Linked DNA regions of Mus musculus: regions 1 and 2 are each linked to region 3. A link is a contact called in public promoter capture Hi-C data. All regions are on one chromosome and are shown on one strand. Each heading gives the region's core, a stretch centred on a gene start, on an enhancer-like site or on the middle of the called end of the contact. The rest is flanking DNA. Distances are from core to core; before and after follow the strand shown. Region 1 holds the start of Cpn1 (carboxypeptidase N, polypeptide 1). Region 2 holds the start of Dnmbp (dynamin binding protein). Region 3 holds the start of Kazald1 (Kazal-type serine peptidase inhibitor domain 1).

Region 1 (2,751 bases), core at 243-2,742, 1.1 Mb after region 3:
ATATAGATATACATATATATGTATATTATATATATGACTTTCTCACTTAAGCATTGCATCCTTTCCAGTTCCATTCCTTTCTTAAAAGCAACAATGTTTTATTCTTTATGACTGAATAATATTCCACTGTGTGTATGTATATCACATTTTATCCACCCACCCATTGCTGAGAGCCTAGGCTAACTCCAGGACATGCCTATGGTGAACAGAGCCACAAACTTAGATATAAAGGTTTCACTGAGCTGTGCTGAAACTCTTTGGGAATACATCTAAGAGTGTGATATCTGGGTCATATGGCAGTCCTATTTTTAATTAAAACAGCAACAACACGTCCTTGCGTCCATAAAGGCTGGGGATTAATTTACATTTCTCTGTGTCATCACCAGCATTTGCTGACGTTAGTCATTCTGGCTGGTGTGAGACTGACTTCCAATCTTGTTTTCATTTGTATTTTCCTGACTATTAAAGATGTTATCCATCTGGATTTAAAAGGCAGCGATTCGGCTCCTTTACTCGTTGGTTGGATTGTTTGATCTTTTGCTTTGTTTTGCTGTTGCTGTTGTTTAAATGCAATGGGTACAGGTATTTTGGGCCCATGCTTGCCTGTTTATCGTGTGTGTGATTGGTGCCTGTGGAGGCCAGAGGGGGCTGTCAGGTCCCCTGGAACTGGAGTTACAGGCAGTTGTGAAGCTGCCATGTGAGTGTAGAACTGGGTCCTCTGGAAAGCAGCCTTTGCTTTTAAACTGCGAAACCGTCTCTCTAGCTCCTATTTAGTTTTGTTTGTTTGTTTGTTTGTTTGTTTGTTTGTGTTTTGAGACAAGGTATAATCAGTTAGCCCTGGCTGGCCTGGAAGACCAGGCTGGCTTCAAACTTACAACAATCCTCCAGCCTCTTTGTGCTAGAATTATAATTGGGTGCCAGTGCATTCCACCTGGGATTTAATTTTTCGAGCTCTTTAAATTCTGGGTACTAATTCTCTATTGGATCCATACCTGGCAGGCATTTTCTCCTGCTCTGTAGGCTCTGCTCTGCAGAAACTAAAACATTTCTACAGTCACAACTGCAGAATCTCATTCTAATTTCCTGAGCTAGCGGAGTGCTACTCAGAAACCCATTTTCTTATGCCGGTGCTGAAATAGGATCATCTTCCTACCATTTGTTACAAAGTATTTATCATTGACAGATACATTATCAACTATGAGATTTCTAATTGTTTGCTCCGAGCAGGTGCCTCATTTCCTCAATTTGTTTGCTTTACCATTAAGATCTTTGAGCCAGGAAGACAAGACAGAGTCGTGCTTCAGAACGAGGTGGGGACGGGTTAAAGGGAGCGGGGCAGATCCTTTGTAAGTTGTAACTAGCACATGCCAACTCTCTTAAAAGCCCCTGGGAATCAAAGGGTTAGAAGCAGCTGTTTCTTGAGGCCTGTTTACCGTCCAGTTAATCAGTAAGCCAGAATCAATGAGCCTCTCAAAGTGGGGATGCGCCGAATCCTTCCAAAAGGGCTTCCAGATTTAGGAGGAGGAAGAGAAATGAGCCCGGAGGGTATTGTGGCTATCCTGGGGCCACAGGAATAATTCCCAGCATAGCAGAGGCGGGTCCCCAGTCTCCTGCAGGTGCGGCGAGTGCAAGGCTGGTTACTCTGTGCTCTGGATCCAGACTGGCAAAGGATTGCTTAGAGAGCGGGAGGGCACATTTCAGAGCCCCTTAGAAGCTCCGCGAGATGCCAGACCTGCCCTCAGCCTTCCTGCCCCTCCTCCTCCTCTCCAAGTTTGTTACCCCGGTGACCTTTCGTCACCACCGCTACGACGACCTCGTGCGGACGCTGTACAAGGTGCACAACCAATGCCCGGACATCACGCGGCTCTACAACATCGGGCGCAGTGTGAAGGGGAGGTACCTCTACGTGCTGGAGTTTAGCGACTACCCTGGGATCCATGAACCCTGTAAGTCTTGAGTGTTTTGGGGGCGTGTTGGGCAAAGAACTCCCTTCCTCTACAAATCCAGATAGAGTGTTCACTGCCCCAGTGGAGAACTCCATGTACAATGTATTTACCTCTTCCTCCACCCAAGAAGAAGGCAGGTGGCCCCACTTGGTTCTCAAGCTCCCCTAGGCCCCGGGGAGCTGCGACCCCAGTTCAGGCTCCAACACATTCCTCTTTTCTGAGTTCTGTTTGCTCAGAACTCCATGGGTAAAGCCCGTCTTCCTCCTGTTCCCGGCCCCCTCTCCTCCTCCCCCCCCCGCCCCCCCCCCATCTTTTTCTCTCACTCCCTCTACCAAGACCCAAAGACTTGGGATCAGGGCAGAAATGGTTGTCCTCCTAGTTCTCCTGGGAGATCAGGTGCGTCCTTTCCAGGAACCATATTGATCCAGCATGATGTGCTAGAGAGATTTTGGGGGTTGGGATATTAGCTTGCTGCTTTATTGTTAGTCTGCTTCTGTTATCAAAGCAATCTGTGTTTGCTTCAAAAATTAGTTCATGACCAGCCTGGAAACATTTAAAAAAGAAAACAAACAAACAAAAAAAGCCAAAAGCAACTCACCAGCTGAAACAAACAAACAAACAAACTAGAAACCAGAAGAGGCAAAACTAAGAAAACGAAGAGGGACCCCAGCACTCACTGATACCTAGTATTTACATAGACTGGCATCTCTCTTCTCAGACACATGATGCAATCCTACATCTCAAATACAAAATGGGAAAATGTCCCCCGCTTTTCTCAGTTCTTCATCTGTGTCGTCAACACAGC
Region 2 (2,760 bases), core at 179-2,678, 1.1 Mb after region 3:
AAAGCCACATAAGAGAGAGGAGACTCTGTCTCAAAAGAGAAAGTAAGTAAGAAAGAAAGATAATAATACCATTATCTAGGTAGTAGATTGTCATTTTACTTGAAAGGGGGAGAAAAGCTTACTGTTTGACAGGCCGCTGAAGCATTTGATCAATTTCTTTCAAAAACAAAAATCTGGAATATTTATGTTTTACCACAAAAATGCCTTCCTTCAGTGTTCAGACAGCAAAGGAGGAGAATAATGTATGTGAGCAGCAGTTTCACCCCTAGGTACAGCCTCCAAAGAACTGGAAGCAATGGGTCCAGCAGATACGTGTACGATTTGGGTCCTAGCCTTAGCCACAGTAGCCAAAGGGGAAACTCCGCCGAATGCCCAGTGAAGGACAAACGCCTAAACACAACGCAGTATATTTAGCAGTAAAAAGGAAGGAAATTCCGACACATAGAACAGCACAGATGAAACTTAGGGCATTATTCTAACCAAAATAAGGCAGGCACCAAAAGGCCAAGTATTGTAGATTGCATGTATGAGGGTCTTCAGAGTAGACGAATTCTTAAGGACACGAGAGACTAGGAATCGCTGGGAGTGGAGTCCCTGTACGATAAGAGCAGTTTCAGTTTGGGAAGTTGGGGTCCCGGTGCCGGACAAGATGATGGATGCGTAGCAATGTGAATTTACCTACTCTGATGGACTGCACGCACACTTGACAATGGTTCAAACGATACACTTTATGCTATGTCTAGTTTACTACGATTTTTGAAGAGTCAAGAAACAATCTAGCTGATGAGATTTTAAAATAAAGCCTTATCTCTGCTGTGTGTGCATAGTGATATATGATTCCTGCATTCCTCAAATCTGCTAGGTCGGTCCCCGCGCTTGCACCAGCTCCTCCACGCACTTGCGATCTTTAACAGTCAGAAGTCTTCCGGGACTTTTCAGAAACCGGGACGTTTGGTTCTAGTATTCTGTGATTCCTTGCTTTTAAATTCTCAAAATTGTCCTGTGAGACTTTGCTCGGGAGAAAAGAAAAAAAAATCGATGAGGAGTGGGCAGTAACCTGATGGTGTTCCCCTGTAATCCAGCACTTGGAGGAGTGAAGGACGATGGAAGGTTCAAGGCTAGCCTCCGCCTCGGAGTAAGAGAATTCGCGCAGCGGAGAATTTGAGTTCTCTAGGTTGGCGGTAGCGCGAGTGCGTGGGGATCTGGATCCTAGCCTGAGCGAGGTGTGTCGCTAAACGCCCCCACGCAGTCCGTGCCTCAGTTTCCCTGAAAGGCCCTGGGAGCCCGAGCCCTGACGTGGCGGAGCGACGGGCTAGGCGGCCGCCAGGGGGCGCGAGCGCGGGAAACGGAGCCGGGGGCCACCGGACGGAAGCGGCGCTAAGGGAGGCGGGGCGGCGCGGAGTCACCCGGATCGGCCCGCCCGCCCGCCGCCGCTGAGGGGAGGTGACCGCGGCCCGGCCGGGCCACCAGTGGCTGTGCGCGGAGGGAACGCCGAGCGGCAGAGAGCAGGTCGGTGCGGGGCCGGGCGTCCGTGGGGTGGCGGGGTGGTGGGGTAGCGGGGACGGTCGCCTGCGGGGCGCGCGGGGCTTGCGGCGCAGCTCTCGGTCGCGCTGAGCTGCGCTCCGCGAGACGCGAGGCCCTCGCTGTCTTCACTCACGGCCGAGGGGGTGCAGGGGGGGGGGGGCAGCAGCCCTAGGGACCGTCCCGGGGCGCGGACCGGGGGGCGAGGTGTCCAGCCGGGGCGCTGTCACTGCGCCGCCCTGCCTCTTGGCTTTGAGTTGAAGAACTGAGCCCCAGTCCTGCTCCTGGTCACTGCTGCAGCTGGTGGGCATGAGAGGCCGGGATTTCGTGACAGCCAGGCAGCGATGGTTTCCCAAATAACCCGGGACTATTTATATTTAGCTGGAGATGCAGTTTTGGCTTACTGGAGTTTTTAGGTACCCAGGACGATTGCATGCTTGTGTCAGAGGAGGATGGTTGTCACTCGAATAAAGGGGTGTTGGGGTGACCGGACAGGACAGCATGTGGTGTGTATTAAGAGCTGCGAAGGGTGTTTTTAGGGCACAGGGTCGTGTTGAAAAACCAACTTGAAAAGCAAGGTCGCATGTGGGATTATGGCTGGCAAATTCTGTAACCTGTCTGACAGTGTTTCTTTTATAGTCTTGGGAGCACCTTGTGGAACTTCCTAATTAATAATGGTGACAAGCTAGTGATGACACCGATTCTCTGGTAGGAGCATAGTTTGGACTCCACTGTGCTTAGTCGAGTTACATGCCGCTGATAGAGCTGACTAATCAACAGGCGATTTTTGCAGCAAGCAGACCTGATTTCTCAGTTAGGGCTGCATTTATAAAACAGTCGTAGGAAAAGCATAGTCGAGGTGTAGTGTTCAAGTTAGTGTATCCATCGGGCCTCATTCCCCCTAAACTACTGAATCTCGTGATCTCTCAGGCCCTTCCACCGCTAAAGTCTTTCATTTGTATTTGAAGCCGATCCCTCCTGGTGACAACAAAGTCCTAGGAAAACAAAGTTAATTTTACAAATTATGTAGCAGATGTTCAACTTCACTGTCGCTCCCCGCTCCCCCACTCACATAATATTGGGTTGAAATGAGTGAAACCTGTTGTGTGTGTGTGTGTGTCATTCATGTTTCTGTGTTAATGTCACCCAATGGCTTGTCTAGACAGAGATCTTGGTGTGTAGTGGGGAAGTGCTAAGTCTGGCATGGGAGTGACTTGCATGTTGTCACAGGTAGTTTTT
Region 3 (2,973 bases), core at 96-2,595:
CGGAGGCCAGTCCCTGCAAGGACCTGCCTGGATAGAGCTCTTAGGCACCTCAAACCTGGCAACAAATCTCAACCTGCTTTTTAGTTGGCAGCCTTTGAGGCTCATGGTCTCCCTCAACTATTCATTCTGCTGACCACAGAGCAACGCTGTCGGGGATCCGGGAGTAGTGCCTTTGGGGAGCCAGGGTTCCTGGTACTAAAAGCCCTGGACTTGCGTACCCGATTCGCAGGGCCCCGGATGCACCACAGTGAGGTTAGCGTCCAGCCGAGCGCGGGCGGCCTCCTGCAGGCGACAGATCTGCGCGTAGGTTCGGCCGTCCGAACCACAGAGCGGGCGCTGCGAGCGGCAGACACACAGCGGCTCCGGCACCTCTCCTCGACTCAGGTCACCGCCCGCGTCCAGCCTGCACTCGAGCTGCTCGCCGCAGCGCCCGTAGAAGTTAGCGCTGGGGTCCAGATCGCAGAGCTGGCCCTCCAGGTTTGCGCATTCCCAGCAGCAGCCGCACGCATCCCGCACCCGGCCTGCTAGGCATCCCCGCGGCGCAGCGCACTCTTCTGGCCGGCAGGGAGCACAACCCTCGCCCTCGGCTAGCAGCCGCAGCCAGCCTCGCCGCAGGTAATCGGGGCCTGTGGACGGCCTCGCGCTAACGGGTAGCTGGGTCCACACCACCAGCAATAATGGTAGTAGCAAGGACAGCGCCAAGGTAGGTGCAGCATAGTTAGCTGGAAGCCCTGTGAACACTCGGGGCATCGGCGCGTAGGTGGCACCCTGCCAGGAGAGGGAAGCCAGGTCTGGAGGTCAGAGATAAAGTCAAGGCTGTATAAAAGCTTGATTCTATCCTCTGCTACCCTGTAGCCAACTAGAAGCCCTAACAAAGAAGCCTGGTGATTCCCAGGGGTTTATGCCAGTTGGTAATTGATTAAGCTGGTCTTGGGGACTAGGGAATAAAGAGAGAGTGTATCGGGGAATGATCACTAACACCCATGCAGGGATGCACACACCCATACACAGACATACGCGTATACACACACACACATGCATACATATATGCACGCGCGCGCGCACACACACACCAGCATCACCTCCAGAAACCACCCAACTCTGATGCATCTTTGCCCCAGAGATAGATAAAACTACACTTGATGTAAAAACTTCAGGTTGGGGTGATGGTGCTGGGGACATACCAGCGACTCACCTAGTGCCTTGGACTAGGCCCTTAACAGCTGGGATTTCCAACCTAAAAAAAAAAAAAAAAAAAAAACGGTAGGGAACGAAGAGTCGCATGCACGGCCAGCCAGACCCGCAGGCCACCCCTGCTTCTGTCAGGGGATCGCTGGCAGCCCACAGACTTAAGATTCAAAGAGAAACTCCTCCGCCTCTTCTCCCCGCCCCCAGATGTCGAATACCCGCCTTCTTCCCTGGCCCCGAGGCCGATAATTTTATCCAGTCTCACAAGGACCCTCCTGGGCCTTTCACTTCGACCCTAGCCCAAAGTCACAATGAGTGTACAGAGCCGCGTAACCAGACGCCGCCACTGGGAAAGCAAAGGCTATGAGAAGAGAATAGGGGTGGAATGGCCGAGGAGCTCAAACTGTTGGCTGAGCCTCAGGTCCTGTCTCATCTGATTTAGGTCTGGAGAGCGGCAAACAGCTACAATATAGAAAGAAGGAAAGGCTAAGAAATTTTACTCAATGTAAAATTGACTTCAACACTATGGGCGTTTCTGGAGGCCAGGCTCGGGGCCAGCTTCCTCTGGGCACGGTTTGCAGCTGTGTTCACCCAGTCTCTCCACTGGGGCGCAGACTAGACTATAAGCTTTTCCAGCTGCCATCCACATCTGGCTACCTCCCTCCCAATATAGGGCAGGTGCTTGAACCCGCGGAGGAGCCTGGTGATTAGAGGTCGGAACTGACTAGCGGCCGCAGCAAGGCCGGCGGGTGACTCCCCATAGGGCGTCTCTGGGCTCCGGATTACAGGTTGCAAAATTCGAGCATGTCGGGGCCAAAAGTGTTCAGTCTGGAGACCTCCGCCAACGCCACGGTGGCACTTTTGGGTTAGGGGCAGGAAGCAAAGCATCCCCGGAGGCCCGCCCACCACCCCGAGAATGGCAGGCCCCGCCCCCGCCGGCCCCCAAACAGCTTCCAAAAACCGCAATCCAAGCTCCTAGGAGGAGGAGGAGCAGAAGGAAACCGGGCTTTTAGGCAAGGGAAGGGTGGGGCTTATATAGGCCCCGCCCAGAAGGCGTCAGAGGTTCTGACTGCGCGTGCGTCCGCGGCCTGCGGCGGCTCCGCTCTACCCTGCGAGGAAGAAGCACTGCAGTCACCGCGCAGTTCTGACTTTGGCCGAGCCCTCCTCAAAGGAGCGTTCAGTCAGCAGAGACGCTGCCTCTGATCAGAGGGGTTCCGACAAGGTAGAAGAGAGCTGTACACAGGCAATCCCAAACTCCGAGGAGACGGGAAGCGAATTTCACGCGAGGTTTCGGGATTGTCGCGAGAATCCCAACGGCAAGCTAGAAAAGGAAAAGCCCGCGGCTTTTAAGCCAGGAAAGAACGAGGGCAGGCAGATTCCGATGGTGGTGCTAGGCAATCCCTTGGTTGGAGGACGCGTTAACTGTTGGCCTGGGAGCAGAAGTGAAGCGAGAATTGCAGGATGTTTTGGAAAAGGCGCGAGGAGGGCTTGCCTGGTGGAGGAATGGAGACACTCTAGGGGAGGTCCCTAGCTGTAACTGGGGGCGGTGATCGTTGCCCGATGTAGAGTGGGAGCTGTCCAGGTCTAAATGAGGAACTGTGAGCTTTCAGCCCTAGGAGCCACTATCAAAATCCCCAGCGTCAGGGTCCTAGACACGCTTTCCATCTTAATCGTTGCCGGCGTTTACTGTTAGTCTTCGCGCCTCTAGTAGGAATCACTGTGTCTTCTGTCTCTGTACTCCCCACCCCCACCCCCACCCCCCGCCCGAGACCGACTGCTAAGGAA

The links. Promoter capture Hi-C pulls out the DNA fragments that hold promoters and counts their contacts.
Region 1: a promoter capture Hi-C map of liver shows a contact between it and region 3, with 4 times the contacts expected there. The contact joins the promoter of Cpn1 here to the promoter of Kazald1 in region 3. A contact is called at or near these places in 2 of 39 promoter capture datasets (hippocampal neurons and liver).
Region 2: a promoter capture Hi-C map of liver shows a contact between it and region 3, with 2.4 times the contacts expected there. The contact joins the promoter of Dnmbp here to the promoter of Kazald1 in region 3. A contact is called at or near these places in 2 of 39 promoter capture datasets (hippocampal neurons and liver) and 1 of 115 datasets of contacts at active chromatin or transcription factors (pancreatic cancer cells).

The regions. Positions count from the first base shown.
Region 1 is chr19:43,985,261-43,988,011 of GRCm38.p6, reverse strand. Cpn1 (carboxypeptidase N, polypeptide 1) reads left to right here and starts at 1,492. Exons shown (of 9, transcript NM_030703.2): 1 at 1,492-1,946. The coding sequence starts at 1,724.
Region 2 is chr19:43,938,866-43,941,625 of GRCm38.p6, reverse strand. It overlaps Dnmbp (dynamin binding protein), which reads left to right and starts at 1,428. Exons shown (of 16, transcript NM_028029.4): 1 at 1,428-1,509.
Region 3 is chr19:45,074,459-45,077,431 of GRCm38.p6, reverse strand. It overlaps Kazald1 (Kazal-type serine peptidase inhibitor domain 1), which reads right to left and starts at 1,345. Exons shown (of 5, transcript NM_178929.5): 1 at 1,196-1,345; 2 at 219-768. The coding sequence starts at 750. Gm35782 (a long non-coding RNA gene) reads left to right here and starts at 2,323. Exons shown (of 4, transcript XR_877888.1): 1 at 2,323-2,410.